Regions from separate parts of the Ovis aries genome. Here region 2 is linked to region 1. A link is a contact called in public Hi-C data. All regions are on one chromosome and are shown on one strand. Each heading gives the region's core, a stretch centred on a gene start, on an enhancer-like site or on the middle of the called end of the contact. The rest is flanking DNA. Distances are from core to core; before and after follow the strand shown.

Evidence for each region. A called contact is a pair of places that touch in the nucleus more often than the background predicts.
Region 2: a contact with region 1 is called in a Hi-C map of liver, with 2.6 times the contacts expected there. The contact joins the enhancer-like site here to the promoter of LAPTM4B in region 1. A contact is called at or near these places in 2 of 16 Hi-C or Micro-C datasets (liver and retroperitoneal adipose tissue).

The regions. Positions count from the first base shown.
Region 1 is chr9:79,333,734-79,337,964 of ARS-UI_Ramb_v3.0, forward strand. LAPTM4B (lysosomal protein transmembrane 4 beta) reads right to left here and starts at 2,366. Exons shown (of 7, transcript XM_027973193.2): 1 at 2,078-2,366. The coding sequence starts at 2,176.
Region 2 is chr9:79,397,787-79,402,017 of ARS-UI_Ramb_v3.0, forward strand. No RefSeq gene overlaps it. Among named protein-coding and RNA genes, the nearest start is that of MTDH, 63 kb to the right of the region's middle. Within about 2 kb of position 2,420, at least 10 of the 54 cell types and tissues checked have an H3K27ac peak or open chromatin away from gene starts, as enhancers often do. A contact at or near this core is called in liver, where this site is marked.

The sequences.
Region 1 (4,231 bases), core at 1,116-3,615:
CCTGGTGGACTGTAGCCGACCAGGCTCCTCTGACCAGGGCATTTCCCAGGCAAGAATTACTGGAGTGATTTGCCCTTTCTGCCGCCAGGGGATCTTTCCCATCCAGGGACCGAACCTGTTTCTCTTGTCTCCTGCATTGGAAAGCGGGTCCTTTACCACTAGCGCCACCTGGGAAGCCCCAAAGTATTCACATCTGCTTAAAAGCTTTCGAATTATTTTTCAAAAAGCCATCTTTCCAAATGCTAAAACCTGCATACCAATAACTCCTTTCCCCAAAGAGCACGCTCAAGCTGTGGACAAAGCCTGCAGAGTCCTCCCTTTTATCACACCAATGCGTCCTACTGGATTACCGCCAACAACGGGGCTCAAGTAGATTTATCTCTCCCGTACATCACGTAGTCCATTTGCCTAATGCAGTGCCCTAGATTTTACAAATTACAGTCATAGATGTACTCGCACCCTGCAGATTTCAACATCTTCAAGGAGGACACAAGACATGTGGATAAAATTGTCTGTCTTGATTATCAATAAAAGCACTATTTCAAGACCACCCACTATTCTTTCGCTGTAACTTTAAATTTCCGTTTTTCGTTTTTTTTTTTTTTTTTTTTTGCTTTCAGCAAAACCAGGGTAGAGCCAATACCCAGATGTTCTCTCTGCATTGAAGCAGCACAGTAAGAACCCACATATACTAAAGATCTGTTTGAAAGCTTTTAAGGCCAAATATTTCTATTGTGTGGCCTGTGATAGGCACTGACTAAAGGAAACTTGAAACTATAAATAGCACAGAGAACACCATATTGGGGGAGAGGGGTGTTTTGCTTACAATGGCACCACAGACGAGTTCACAATTCGACTTACGTCCGTGTTATATCCAAACACTGAACTATGAACCGACCAAAACACTCTGATGACTAAGAAGATCAGAATGTACCACCAGTAAAAGTTCTATAAGCCATCTTACTACCACATCTAAGGAGTTTCTTCCTGGTGCAGAGGCATTCAGCGCCCAGAGGCTCGGGCTTAACTCTCCATCATGATCGAACAGAAACCACGATGCAGCGGAACCCGACTCCGGTGCTGGTGCAGTCTTGGCGTGGGGGGTTGGGGGTGACAATCAACCTGGAGCTGGTACAGGGCACGACTCCATCAGGTTGCCTCACTAGCGTCTGATAATCACTGCTTCCCAGACAAGTAAAAAGCTCCAACCTAGAAACAAACTAACAGACCAGATGGGCCTTCGGGGTCTGCTAAGAAGCTGGGGATCACCTGCAAATCGGGGGTTTTACGGGGAGGTACGTGGGTGTAAAATGGCTGTCCAGGGCCTACTGAAACGCAGTGAATCACAAGGCAAGCCCCTCCTAGGGTAAGGGCTTTACAACAAGCGTGTGGGTAGAGCACCCCCACCCCCAGCCATTCCCACTCGGGATGCGAAGGCACGCAGAAGACGAGCCAGCAAATCCGCGGGCACCTGAGGGCGGGGAGAGCGGGCACGCGTGGGATGGTGCAGGGGGCGGGCAGCAAGAGGTGCCGGCTCACCGCCTCGACGGCTCTCCCGACCCGTCGAAAGCACAAAGCCCAGCGAACGCAGAGAAGAAAGGAAAGGCGGGCACGTGCTCCGCAGACAAGGATTGGGGTGCGGGGAGTTCGCTTGACCACCAAAGCGCGCTTTCGCCGGAAACCGCGCAGCTCCGGGAGGCCCAGCCGGCTCCCGGCGGAGGGCTTTGGGGCGCCCCCTTTCCCAGAGCGACTCCAGCCCACGCGCACCGCCCCCCGAAACCATCCCCACCCAAACACTGGGCCCTGACCTCAGCCCCCGCCACAGGTTGGCTGAGCCGGGGGGTGGGGGGGGGGGGCGCATCGTGGAGCCGCCCGCCCAGAGAATTAAGTTTCTAATAATATAACTTTAGGAGGATTAACGCCGGCTTCGCCCAACCCGGAGGGCCGCAGCCGGTACCCACAAGGGGGTGTGAAAAGTGAAGCGGGGTCCCGGGGCGCCCGCGCTCCTCCCGGGCAGGTGCGCGCCCCTTACCCCCACCCCGAGGCGGGGGGGTTCGCCCAGGCGGGTCGCACTCACCAGGTACCAGACGCCGAGCAGGATGGTGCCGGTGCGGACATGGCAGCAGAGGCAGCAGCTGTTGGAGTAGAACCGCGTCCAGGGGGCCACCATCTTCATCGCTCGGGCCGCGGGCGCAGTGGCGCGACTCTGCGCCCAAGTTCGCAAGAGCTTCGGCCGTCGGTCCTGCGCACCGTGCGGCTGTCGCCGGCCCCCCTCTCCCCGGCTACCCTCGCTCCCTCTTCCTGGCCCCCGTCCGCCGCCCACCGGCCCCGGGCCCCACGCCTCTCCGCGCAAAGAGCTAGCAACTGGAACCTCGGCCGGACCCTGAGCTCCGAGGGCTGCGGGGAAAGGGGGCGGGGCCGGGGCGGGGAGAGGGGCGGGGTCGGGTCGGGGCACCCGCGAACCACGTGACGGGCGCCGGGGCCCTGTGACGTCACCGCGGGCTCCAGCCGGCGGCCGGCGCCGCCTGCCCCGGGGAGCAGAAATCGATCAACGTCCTCACCCCTGGCAGTCCCCGAGTCTACCCCCGGTGGAGTTCCGGGCCTCCCGTCTTTCGTTTGGTCATTCGTGTAACTCCACCACCGGTTCGAGATTCTTTTACAGTCTCTTTGGTGGTGGGTTTTTTTTTTCTTCTTCCACTTGTATCTCGCAGATATTCTGTAGGTTCGGTGCCATTCCCGTTGTTATCTTGCAGGTTGGCTGGGGGAGGGAAACGGTAAGGGTTATTCCGGCCAACTGCAGTCCTTTGAACCGCTGCTGAAGCCGCCCAGAGCAGTCTGTCTCTGCTTCCCAGCTCAATCACTGTGGTAAGAAAATAGAATGTGTACTATACTTGCTGTGCTTCAGGTAGCGTTTTTAAATCGTGACTGCAGCTCTAAAGAAAGAGTCATTAAGCCAGGTACTGCCACAAGGTCTCTGTGTAAGAAGATAAGGTAAGGAGTCCTGGGGAAAAAAAAAGAGAAACAGGCATGGCTTTCTTTTAATAAGAGAAGCCTTTTTTGGCCTAAGCCATTTTGTGATCTAAGACTGACCCCAGTGCTTGTCCTTGAACAGGCCTCAACAAGCAAGAAAGACTCAAGAAAAAACTATTAAGGGGTAAGAGAAGTAACAATAGCAAAGATAACAAATCAGGTGTGAAGATTCCCTGGTGTGTTTCAGTGGTAACCATTAACCTTTCTCGCACTTTCTTGAACAGTTTTGCAGAATTTAAACCCCTTCCAGTGTGCAACCATCCTCTAAGGCAGGAGTCCCCAACACCCCCCACCCCTCATTAGGAACAGGACCATACAGCAGGAGGTGAGCAGTTGTCTTCCAGGAAACTGGTCCTTGGTGCCAAAAATGTTGGGGACCACTGCTCTAAGGGATGATGTTGTTGACCTTTGCTGACCCTCATGACTTTGATCAACTCAAGTTTGGACTCTGTGATCACCCACGCCCCTTCATGAATACGCATGTAACCTTAGCTGAAAACATCCCTTTTGCTATTTAGAGAGACATTGTTTTGGGGAATATCCACCAGTGTTCTCCTTACTTGCTGCAAGTAATAAATCCTTTCTTCTCACAATCCTTGTTTTGGTTCTGTCTTTTGGCTCCATACCCACCAAGAGGTGAACCCAGTTTTTTTTGGTAGCACCTGTGAGACCCAACGCAGAGAGTTAAGAGATACTCCTAGGATTCCAGTTTGCGGTTATTTCCTCCCATCTAATGTTTGGTCTGGAAGTGATCTCGGAGAGAGAGTGATCCTGAAGAGAGATCTTAGTTTCCTCTCCAGGAACTAAATCTGGGAAGCCTGAATGAAAATCAGGAAACCTAGCCACCAGGCCACCAGGGGCTAGAGGCTAGAACCAAAGTGGCCCTAGCTCCTTCCCACATTTGAAAGCAAGAAAGTTTCAAAGAGGCAAAAACTATAAAAACAGGTACAAAGTTTACAGACCCAGCACAATGTATGGGAGAACACATAGTAGAAAAGCAGTTTATTTGTTAAGTCAGAAGCAGAGCAGAGATACACACCAGAGAGAAAGGGTATGGCATCTTTTCTAATGAGAAGGAGCGCAGTAAGTCCAAAGCCAGAGAGAAATATACACTCAAAGAGGAGTGTGGCCATCCTGAATGACGAGGACCAAACTACGTCAGAAACTAGGCAGAGATACACACTTGGAGAGGAATGCAAGC
Region 2 (4,231 bases), core at 1,170-3,669, 64 kb after region 1:
TGAGAGCAAGATTCCTGGAGGACCGCCCTGATACCTCAGGACTTGACGGGTCCAAGGGCATTATACTGAATGAAAAGGCCAATCACCAAAGGTGGCATGCTGAATGATTCCAATTATATGACATTCTCAGCATAACAAGCAAGTGTTAGTGATTGTGAGGGGATAGGGATGAGGGTGGGAGAGGGAGTGTTTGAGTATAAATGGTGTTGCTTGGAGTCGCTAAGGGTCAGAATCGACTGAGCGACTTCACTTTCCCTTTTCACTTTCATGCATTGGAGAAGGAAATGGCAACCCACTCCAGTGTTCTTGCCTGGAGAATCCCAGGGACGGCGGAGCTTGGTGGGCTGCCGTCTATGGGGTCGCACAGAGTCGGACACGACTGAAGCGACTTAGCAGCAGCAGTGTTGCAGGATGGGGGAGCCTTTTCAGGGCCTGAAAGTGGGCTCTTGCCTAACACTTGGAAATGAATTGTCCGAGGAGACACACAGGCTAACAAAGCAAGAGACTTTATTGGGGAAGGGCATCTGGGCAGAGAGCAGGAAGGTGAGGGAACCCAGGAGGACTCATTAGCCACGTGGCTTGCAGTCTCGGGTTTTATGGAGATGGAATGAGTTTCCAGGTTGTCTCTGGCCAATCATTCTGGATTCAGGGTCCCTCCTGGTGGCGCACAAGATGGATGCCAGCGAGAAGGATTCTGGGAGGTGGTGTCTCCTTTTGACCTTTCCCGAACTCTTCTGGATGGTAGTGGCTTATTAGTTCTGTGTTCCTTACCAGGACCTCCTGTTGTAAAATCACTCTCACAAATGGTTACCATGGTGCCTGGCCAGGGAGGGCGGCTTCAGTGAGTGGGCTCCCCCTGACAATAGGAAGCACAAGAGAGTTCCTTTGTGGTCAGGAACAGTTCTGTATTTGGATTGTGGTGGTGATTACATGAATCCACATGCAATAAAATTGCATAAACTGCACAAATTACATATTGAAGGAAAAGCTGGTGAAATCTGAACAAAATCTGTTGATTGCACCAACAGAATCTATTTCCTGGTTTGCATATTGTACTGTTCTTGGTGAATTTAAGGTTCTTGCCTTGTCTTGGAAAGAATTCGGAGACGAAGCAGGGAGGTTAAGAAAGTAAAATGAGAATTTATTAAAGCAAGAATAGTCTTATCAGAGGGAGCGCAGGCAGAGAGGTGAGGAACTGCTGCCCTGGGTTTCTTTGGAAAACCGGTGATGAGGAGCATACGAATGAAGAGGTGGAATATTCACTGGGGAACAAGGGGTTTGGGGGCCATATTCCCTGGTTTTCATCCCGGCTCCATCTTCCCAAGGGGAGTGATGTGGAAAGCTCAGCCTCTGTGTACACTGGCGCCAAGTCAAATCTTAGAGGCAGAGTTTTGGGTGAAGTAGGAAAGGATAGCTCTATTACGTTGCCAGGCAAAGGCGGACACCGAAGACTCCTGCCTCAAAAAATGATGTGTCCCAACCCAGGGGAGTTTGGTGACAGGTTTTATCACAATGGTTCAAGGGAGCAGGATTGCACTCCCTTCATCTCAAATGGTTGGTCCTCTAATATTTTTTTTGAGGTGGGGGTGGGGGTGGGTTGCTGCGCTCAACACCATACACAGAGAAAGGAGCCTGGTGGGCTACAGTCCTTGAGGTTACAAGAGTCAGACACAATAAGAAGCGGCATACAGAACTTCCCAAAGACCGAACCCATGCCCCCTTGTACTGGAAGGGCAGAGTCCTACCCAACCACTGGCTCACCAGGGAAGTCCCTGTCTCCTAACCTTGATGAACTTGTGTGCGTTAGTTGCTCAGTCACGGCTGACTCTTTGCAATCCCATGGGCTGTGGCCCGCCAGGCTCCTCTGTCCATGGGACTCTCCAGGCCAGAATACTGGAGTGGGTTGCCATTCCTTTCTCCAGGAGATCTTCCCAACCCAGGGATGGAACCCAGGTCTCCCACATTGCAGGCAGATTCTTGACCATCTAAACCACCAGGGAAGCCTTGCTGAGCTTCTCTGGGACCTTTAGTCTTGCTTCTGGTGGTTTCTTGGCTAACCCCTCCCATGATCAGCAACTGTTGGAATCTGCCCTTTGGAATTCAGGGAAGGTCATGGGGGCTGGAGTCTTGCCTACCAGAAATGGGGGGGGGTGGAGAAAAGCGCCTCCGTGCCTGAGAACCCCACAGGGCCGCGTCGATTTCAGGATGGATTTTTGCCTTTATTTAGCTTAGATCAAAAGTGTCATGGAATCAGTGCAAGATGGATACTTCTTATCTGCAAGGCTAATTTTATTGTAATAAGAGCATAATGAGCAAAGGGTTACCTTGGGCTGCAGGAGATTCCGCTTTTCCCCACCTTTCTTTGCTTCAGGGAACTTTATCATCCAAAATGTGTGATTTCCTGTGAGTCTGGAGGTTCCTGCTTTTCTTTGTTTGCCCAAGTCCTCCTGCTGTTTACAGAGATTCTTGATTTCCTGCCACCTGGTCCCTGTTTGCATTTCTCTGCTCCACAGTTTTTTTTTTTTTTTCTAGTTCCATATTTTTGTAAGAGATTGCAACTGGGGGAATTGGGTGAGGGGACACAGGACCGCCCTGGACTATTTTTGCAACTTCCTGTGAGTCTGTAATTATTTCAAAATCAAGCATTTTGAAGGTTTAAAAAAAATTGTGTGCAGTTGAATATGCGTATCTTCTCTTTCATAGCTCTTAGGCTTCCAGTTCCTGGTTAAGAACATCTTCCCATATAACGTGATATACATTAATTATTTCTCCTAATGAAACTGGAAAAAAAATTCCTTTATAAGAAAAAGAAAAAAAGAGTATCTCCTCCACTGCTGAGCTGTACATGTAGTTTCCTATACTGTCGTTTAAGATTAAAAAAAAATCTTTTTCGGTCTGAAATCCAACTGGGGTTTATTTTCATATGTAAGGCATGATGCGATCCAGCTTTATTTTCTTTGTTGTGCCATGCCATCTATTAAAGAAATCAACCTTTTACCACTGAAACTAAAGCACCACCTAAACTGTAAACAGAATTACCATGAATGTACTTCTGGATTCCCCATCCTGTACTTCCGACCTATCCTCTTACTGATAACTTATTAAATTGCACTGGTGTAGTGCTCAGTAAATTTTGAACATTCGTATGTTTGGCGTTCCTCACATTGCCGAAGTTCATTCTCCAGTACCCCTTGCTGCTTGGCACACACGGATGGGAGCGTGCCTCCGCCCGACGCTATGAGAGGAGGGAGGGAGAGAAGGCCTGGGCAGAGCCAGTAGTGGACATCTGTGGCTGGCCGCCAGCAGTGCAGAGGCAGCCCCTGTGGCGTCAGGAGCCAGTCCTGAGCATCCGCAGAGGAGCTGGTGGGTGGGCTGTTTTTGTTGAGCAGCCCCTGAAAGAGGCCAGGTGCTATCCCTGGTGGCAAGGGAATCTACACCTCTTGTGCTTCCAGATTCTTTTTCAACATAAACTAGCTAAAGCAGACTGGGCTTTACCGCTGAGAACCCTGGTAGTTTATTCTCATAACTGGTATTCATGAGCAGGGTCCCCTGGCTCTCTCCTGCAGCCGCCCACTACTTTTTCTCACTTCATTCTTTTCACATTGTTTTCAGTCTTTGAGGTACTTAAAAATCTGTTGCAGCTGCAGTCTTAACTGGAGTTGAATTTAACTTATATATTTGGGAAATATTGATATTTTTCCTTTCCAAATAAAGGAGGACAGTTTTTCTTTTGTTAGATTGTTATTCTGACCTTCAAAAAGACTAGTTTTCATTTGACCTTGTATCTTTTTTGAAACATTTAGTTCTAGATATGGTAGTTATGGAAACTCCCTGGCAGTCCAGTGGTTAGCACTTGGCTTTCATTGCCAGGGCCTGAGTATGTTCAGAGAACTAATGTCCTGCAAGCACGGGGTGAAGCCAAAAAATGAAAGGGCAGTCTAGTGGTTAAGACTGCTGCCTTCAAATGGAGGGGGTGCAGCAGGTTCAACCCTGGTCAGGAAGCTAAGTTCCCATGTGCCTTATGGACAAAAACAAAACTTAAAACAGAAGCAACATCTCTAACAAATTCAATAAAAACTTAAAACTTAAGAAAAATGTGGACGAAAGATTGTCCACATTTAAATATTTGGTAGCTTTAGTGGTGATGTAGTTTTTTTGTTTTCCATTTCCTTTTGTAGGTACTTACTCTAGTATAGAATATTCTGTTTTTGTGTATCAGCCACTTTAGTGT